2 separate regions of the Gossypium hirsutum genome follow, and region 2 is linked to region 1. A link is a contact called in public Hi-C data. All regions are on one chromosome and are shown on one strand. Each heading gives the region's core, a stretch centred on a gene start, on an enhancer-like site or on the middle of the called end of the contact. The rest is flanking DNA. Distances are from core to core; before and after follow the strand shown.

Evidence for each region. Hi-C and Micro-C count contacts between places; a contact is called where the count stands out from the background.
Region 2: a Hi-C map of leaf shows a contact between it and region 1, with 2.2 times the contacts expected there. The contact joins the promoter of LOC107960303 here to the enhancer-like site in region 1. A contact is called at or near these places in 7 of 34 Hi-C or Micro-C datasets (anther, hypocotyl, leaf and 1 more).

What each region holds. Positions count from the first base shown.
Region 1 is chrD06:64,967,905-64,971,822 of Gossypium_hirsutum_v2.1, reverse strand. It overlaps the pseudogene LOC107960307. Among protein-coding and RNA genes, the nearest start is that of LOC107960308, 9.9 kb to the right of the region's middle. Within about 2 kb of position 1,937, at least 7 of the 9 cell types and tissues checked have an H3K27ac peak or open chromatin away from gene starts, as enhancers often do. A contact at or near this core is called in leaf, where this site is marked.
Region 2 is chrD06:65,022,183-65,026,100 of Gossypium_hirsutum_v2.1, reverse strand. It overlaps LOC107960303 (dihydrolipoyllysine-residue acetyltransferase component 2 of pyruvate dehydrogenase complex, mitochondrial), which reads right to left and starts at 2,142. Exons shown (of 19, transcript XM_016896622.2): 1 at 1,953-2,142; 2 at 1,691-1,784; 3 at 1,245-1,288; 4 at 981-1,075; 5 at 830-870; 6 at 92-147; 7 at 1-15. The coding sequence starts at 1,991.

The DNA of each region.
Region 1 (3,918 bases), core at 688-3,187:
AAAAGTCAAATCCGGCCTCACCTCAATCTCCTCAACTAGAATAATATGAGATGGACCAGACTGATACCATCTTAGCATAGAGGAGTGAAACACATCGTATATACGGTCTAACTGCAAAGGCAACTCCAACTAATAGGCAACTGGCCCCACTTGCCTCAAAATTCGATAAGACCCAATAAACTTAGGGCTCAACTTGCCCTTAGCCCAAATTTGAGGACCTCTTCCACAGAGATACTTAAGGAAAACCTGAGGCCCATGGATAGGTCTATTCTTGGGTTGCCTTTGTCTTTTTTTTTTTAGTTAGTATTTCTGTTAAAAAGATCATTCCAACTTTTTATTAAAATATTAATGGTTAAATTTGATTTTTTTTAAAAGGTTGAAGTTCAAATTTAGCTCAAGAAAAGAATAAATTTCAAATTGACAAAAGATGCAAATATTAAGAACCAAAATTTACATTATGCCTAAAAAGAATTAAATACACTAACAACCCCTCCAACCCTTAGACCCAAGCTTAGTTGTCTTAATCAAAAGCATCTAAAATTGAAATAAGATTTGTAAATATAAGGCATAATACTTTTTTTCCACCCTCCAACTTAAAAAAAAAATTATTTTAACCCTCCATTTAATTTTTTAAAAATCTTTTTTAGCCCTTATTCTTACATTTGTTTTTTTGTCAAATCACCCTAAAATGAATGAAAAAGTTAATATTTTTAAACTTTACTAACATTGCATACACGTGGCTGACACATCTGTTGGAACATTTTCAAATATTTATAGTGTTCTAATAACTATAAATGAAAGGTCGCAATTAATCAAAAGTTATATCTTTTGGTTATTGATCAAGAGTTATATCACTTGATTTTTGACAAAGATTTACAATTATTCAAGCAATATTACTTGAATAGTTATGTTTATTTAAGAGATATTAATTGAATAATTATATCTCTTTTAAAGATGTGATTATTCAAAAAAAGACACATATTGAAAGTTATGTTTCTGTGAAGATATATGAGAATTTCTATAAATAGGGATGAGATTTATTTGGAAAACATACCAAAAAATTCTCAAAAATTCTTTATATCATCCCTCCATCTTCTACTATTTTTAGATTGTTCTATAAAGAATTATTGTAGAAATTCTTTACAGAAATTGATTTTCTTATTATACTCTGCTCAGTGCTTAGTGGACTATTTTCGTCAGTGCAAAACTCAAATAGTTACCAAGATTCATTGTATGCTCGAGGTTCATTTGCTTGAAACTTATTTGCACACCGAATATAGGTGGGGACGAATAGAACATTAAAATAATGACTTCATATACACCTTGGCGTCTTGTCATATTGCGTCATTTTTCTATTTGAGATTTTCCACATTGAAGTTTAGTTTTAACAATCAACATTTAATTAATTTTTTAAAATTAAAAAATTAAAAAATATAAAAACTATTTTTAAAAATTAAAAATCATTAAAATTATTATAAAATTTATAAAATATTTTTTATTTTAAAAAATTAATTAAATGTTGATGTGTCATCTATGTGACAATTCACATGTATGCCACGTTAGTAAAGTTAACAAATGTTAATTTCTTCACCCATTTTAGGGTGATTTTTAAAATGAGGTGGAGGGTAAAATTATTAATATATTTTAAATTTTCCCATTAATGAAATTGTAGCTTCAAACATAAAAGTAATTCAATGAAAATTAGAAAAAAGAATTTTATTATCAAATAAATTTATTCAAGTAAAATTTGTGAAAACAAAATTAGAATTTTCACTTAAAAATGTGATAAATATTACTAAAAATATTTATTTTAATGTTTCAAAAGATTGTTCACATTTATGGTTATATTTTATATCAATTGATATAAGGTAAGCACATACGTCACCTTAACAGACCAATTAACCTAACCATAATAGACTCTGTGAATCTGCTTGCTTTATCTTTACTATTCATAATCAAAGCTCTAATGGTTGAAACCCCATCTTCTTTAGCTTTATTTCATGTGCATCCTCTTCATAACTGTTCACTTTGCATCCACATCTCATTCAGTTTCCTTTGTTTCATCTTTCATTCACCAGAATCATGGGCAATTTCTGCTCAATCCAAATTGGTTTAGAGAATTTCATCCTTCGTGGCTTGGATTCCATTGCTGGACATGCTAATTACGTGTGCAAGCTTCAACAAACCCTTCCAACTTTATCTGCTGCTCTTCAAGAACTGAGGGCACAAAGGAACGACCTGCTACGGCAGGTTGATCTTGCAGAACAACGACTATTGAAGCCATTTGAGCAAGTACAGCTATGGCTTTCAAAAACAGAAACTATGACAACAGAGGCGGAAAAGTTGATTGCAGATGGCCCTCAAGAAATGAATAACTTGTGTCCCGGCGGCTGTGCTTCCATGAATTATTTGTCTAGCGACAAGTTTGGTAAAAAGGTGGCCGAAATGCTTCAAGAAATAAGTGATCATAAGAGTAAAGGAGTTTTTGAGAAAGTAGCGGAGAATCAGCCCGCAGCTTCAGTGGTAGTTAGACCTGTAGAGCAGCCAGTTGCTCTAGAATCCACAATCCAAAAGGTATGGAGCTGCATCGTGGACAAAGATGTGGGGATCATTGGCCTCTATGGCTTGGGGGGCGTTGGCAAGACAACTCTCTTGACCAAACTCAACAACAAGTTCAGCACCACACCGAATGATTTTGAAGTTGTTATCTGGGCATTGGTGTCTAAAGAGTCCGATGTTGGAAAGATTCAAGATAGGATTGGTGGAAATCTTGGGTTTTCAGATGACTCATGGAAGAATAAAAGTGTTGACCGGAAAACTACAGATATCTATGGGGTGTTGGGCGACAAGAAATTTGTTGTATTATTGGCTGATTTATGGGAGAGGGTGGATTTGAACTAAGTTGGGATACCAAAACCAAGCCAAGAGAATGGTTCCAAACTTATTTTTACTACTAGGTCTTTGGAGGTATGTGGTGAAATGGAAGCTCAAAAGAAAATCAAAGTGGAGTGCCTGGAAACGGAAAAGGCTTGGGAATTGTTTCGATCCAAGGTTGGAGATGAAACTCTCAACAGCCATCCAGATATTCTAAATCTAGCTAAACAAGTAGCTGAAAGGTGCGGTGGACTGCCTCTTGCACTAATTACAATCGGTCGTGCCATGGCTTGCAAGAAAACACTTGGGGAATGGAAATATGCAATTGAGATGTTGAAGCGATGTGCATTGCCAAAATTAGAAAATGAGGTATTTCCGCTTTTAAAATTCAGTTATGATAATTTGCCTAATGCCACAATGAAATGTTGCCTCCTATATTGTTGTTTGCATCCCGAAGGTTATTGTATTCCCAAAAGGAGATTAGTAGAGTATTGGTTTTGTGAAGGGATACTGAACGAATTTGATAGAATTAGTGAAGCTCAAATGCAAGGAGACAACATCATCTGCTCTCTTATCAGTGCTTGTTTATTGGAAAATGATGGTGAAATAGATGGAGAAGATTGTGTGAAGATGCATGATGTGATCCGTGACATGACTTTATGGATTACACGCGAGTTCGAAGCAACAGAGAATAATTTTTTTGTAAAAGCAGGGGCTCAATTGTTTCAAGAACCAGATGTTAAGGCATGGGAAAATGTAAAAAGAATGTCTGTGATGGAAAATAAGATTGAAGTTCTCAACAAAACACCCAAATGCCCTAGCCTTCGAACCTTGTTTCTTAGCCAAAATAAATTGAAAGTGATCAGCGATGGTTTCTTCCAATTTATACCTCATTTAACTGTTTTGGATTTGTCAAGAAATGGAGGATTACGAGCATTGCCTAAGGGAATTTCAGAATTGATTTCACTGGAATGTCTTGATCTATCTTATACTAGCATATCAGAGTTGCCAATAGAGTTGAAATCGTTGACAAAGCTAAAAATG
Region 2 (3,918 bases), core at 893-3,392, 54 kb before region 1:
TCTAGCAATATTTCCCTGCATAAATGGAAAACTTAAAAGAAAACCATAGAATGTTTTATGATATTTTGCAAAGATCTAGAACAGTTCACACCTCTGTCATTGTGGGAGAGAGTGAAGGCATTCCGATCTCTTGGTGAGGAGGGAAGCCTGAAACTTTATAATATTAGCAATATTGAGTATGTCATGCAACAACAAATGACGAAACAGTTAATAAACAATGTAAAACCCTTGAACCGATGCACAGGGTTCAATTTAAAACACTTTTTAAACATCATTTCAACTGCCATGTTCTCAGCCATAAATATAACAAACCTATATACTGGTGAAAACAACTTGAAAAATCTAAATATGCTACATCAATCCAGCATAACCTAAGTGATAAAACTAGAACAACAAAAATAGTAATAAAGAAAGGTTCTATAGCAATGCCTTGTAAAAGAGAGAAGAAGAATGAACTATAGTAATAATGTCTTGCTTCTTAAATATAGTGCAGTCACATTACTTATTATTCAGAAACCAGATAAACAAGCTTCATATTACACAAATTTATTATCCATAAACTACATTCCTATCATCTGAGCTGTCCCATAAAGAAGGGTATTGAACAAGCCACAGAAGGAATTAAGAATAATATAATATTACAGCGCATCAATGAAGTCACAAATTAGCATTTGGCATGAGGTTAGTAGGTTCATAAGTTAAACACACATTCTTGTTGTAATCACTAGTCAGTGCACAACTTTTAACAATTTAAAAAATAGGCTCCTTTAGAGAATACAAAGTAGAAGATACCAGTACAACCTATGACATTTGTAGCAATAATCTATACCTGCATCTGATGCAAATCCTCTCCTTGACTGTACCTGAGAACTGATAATGGATACAGGGAAAATGTTTAGATGCTTGAAATGATTTTAAAGCCATTACTAGGAAATAGTAAAACTTTCCAATAAGATCACAAAAAATGCTGGAATGAATACCATGTGAGCTCTCTGCTGTATGCCACACCACCTGTTGGAATTCCCAATCTCATTGTTGTCCTAGAACAATTGTTCCTAGGTAAACCAGATGATACCTGCATAACAAGATGTGGAACAGTTAGTATTGGCAAACCAAGTCTTGAATTCAATCAAGAATGTAATACACAAGCAGAGCATAGTCTGCAGCAAAGAAAAAGGAAAATATGCAACAAAAATGCTACAGTAATTATTGCTCCACCAATGATAAAAAGAGGAGGCACTTACATGGTAACATGCAACAAACTTGGATACCCTCTCTCTTTCTGCAGCTGCATAACCAAAATTTTATCCACTCCATTACGCTTTCAGAAAACTGACAAACTATTACCTCTCACTAAATACAATTACAAGTTCAAAGTAAAAATTAGTAAACCAGCCGGTCGGCACGAGTGAACCTAGCAAGAAATATAAGCAAACCTTACAAGGTATGACAAAACCTTCAATAAAACCATCTAACTGGGAGGCTTTTGATTGCCTACTTGGCTGAATAAAACACAAAATAGCTCTCATGCTTAATGATTGTAGAAACTTGATATTTATGCTACTCGGACTCAAGTGTGAGTATCAGATACAGGTACATGCCCAATATTCATCTGTTCAATTCTTTTAAGTTTTCCACCCCAACATACATGAGAAACAAGTAAGAAAACCATCTTGATAGCATTATGTACCTTCACTTTTACAAACAGAGGATTGTGCTCCATTGGAAAAGCAACGAACCAAAACCGCATGATCATGCCGCAATAAGTTAGGAACATTCCTTAACTGTAATAACAGAAATTCAGAACAAATAACAAAGCTAAAAAAAAAACATAAATTAAAAGCTATAATTCGACCATGATCTATAAACGAATTTGAATCTAGGACTGATTCAAAGTCATCCATACATATCCATTATCCATACATACAAGTAACGAATCGTGAATTGGGTACCTTTTTAGAGTGATTGATGATACGAGATGCGTAAGCCATGATTTTCTAAGATCACAGCAAATTTATTCAAAGCAATGGAAAAGAAAAAAGGAAAAAAAAAAGAAGGAAAATAAATTATGTTCTAAATTGATGAAGAGAGAGCAAGAAAAATAGAAATTTGTTTTTTTTTTCTTTTTAAATTTTATTTGGTTAGGTAGGAAGAAAAAAAAAGTGGGAAGATTTAGGGTTTGGCGGCACGAGGGATCTGACGTCACCTAATTTTTTAATTGCTTTTCTGTTTGTTTTGAGAGAAAAAAATATATAATTAATCTTATGGTTACATAAAAAATTAAATACCTAATTTCTTCATAATTTTTAATTTTTAAATTGATTATTCACATCAAATTAAATTAAAATTTTTATGATAGTATTCATCTATTCCAATTGCTTTCCAGTTTTACATTTAAATTTTTATATTTATAAAAATATAATTTTTTAAGTAAATTAAATTAAAGGGTATTGAATTATTAGTAAGTTTATATTTTGGTTACTTAATTTCATAATTTCACAAATTAATCATTAAATTATTTGAAAGTTTTCATTTAAGTTATTGGGTTGTTAAAATTTTTTTTCTTAAAAGCCTAACTGGCGAGTTCCAAGTGACGATTCAACAAATTGTACTTATTAATGAGTAAACAAACATAATTTAGATTTAAGTTGATCTTATGGTCAATATTGGAAATTGGATAAGAAAACTATTCAAATAAGAGGAAAATAAGAGTTTTCAATTGGTGTTGGTGGTGTGAATGGAGAAGTAGGTGTGTTTATATTTCGGTTAAAATCGAATTAACCGACCGAACCGATCTAATTCGGTTAATCGGTCGGTGGTCGAACTCAGTTTGATCGAAGGTCGGTCAATGATTTTTTGGAATTTCGTTATCAGTTAATTCTATTCGAAATCGTATAATTAATCAAACTTAATAATTATGTAGTGTTTTAAGGCTTAAATTTTCGGTTAATTTGGTTAACTTTCAAAGACAAATGAACATTATCAATGTATTTTTTATATGTTTTATATTTGTTTTAATAAAAAACAAAAACATATAAATTTCGATTAACTATTAAAGGATTGTATTGTTCGATTAATTCGATTAATACTAATTTGATTCGGTTAACAACCGAATCGATTGTTTGAACACCTTTATGGATAAGACCATGGCAATTTTTATAGCCTAATTACTCAAACAAAATTTTTTAAATAATTCAATGACCATTTTGTAACATTTTAAAGTTTAGTTAAAATTACTAATAGTTTAGAGACTTATGTGTAATTTACCCTTATTTTGTAGTTAAATAAAAACTATTTTTTATATTATATATTTTTAATTAAATTGACTTGGGTGAACCGAATTATAAAAGATGATTTATTTATTTTGAGTGCTTATTTTTTTATACAAATCACATATCTTTAACAAAAAACGAATTACAGTTAAACACACACCACAAACAGACAATTCTTACAGTTTTGAACTTGACAGATCACTTCTTTTATGATTTAAAAAAAATGAATTTTCACTAAGTTGATTCTTAGAAAATACCGAATTAGATCATTTGTCATTAGAGGTGGGTAAAACTTGATTCGACTCAAAAAAATCGAAAAAAATTCAAATTTTGAGTTAAACGAATCGAGTTATTCGAGTTAATTGAGTTATTCGAATCAACTCAAATTTTTTTATCAAATTTCGAGTTCGAATCGAGTTGAGTTTTTGAATTCGAATAATTCGAATATCAAACTATAATATTTTACATTTTTACCCCAAACTCCCAAACATTTTTATTTTTCCCTCAAAACTTTTACTCCTTCCCACTTTCTCCCTAAAACTTTTACTCCCCTCCCAACCCCCAATCTACCCAAAATCCATTTCCCACCAAAATTTTACTCTCCCATTTACTTTTTCTCAAAATTTTACTCTCAAAAACATTTAAA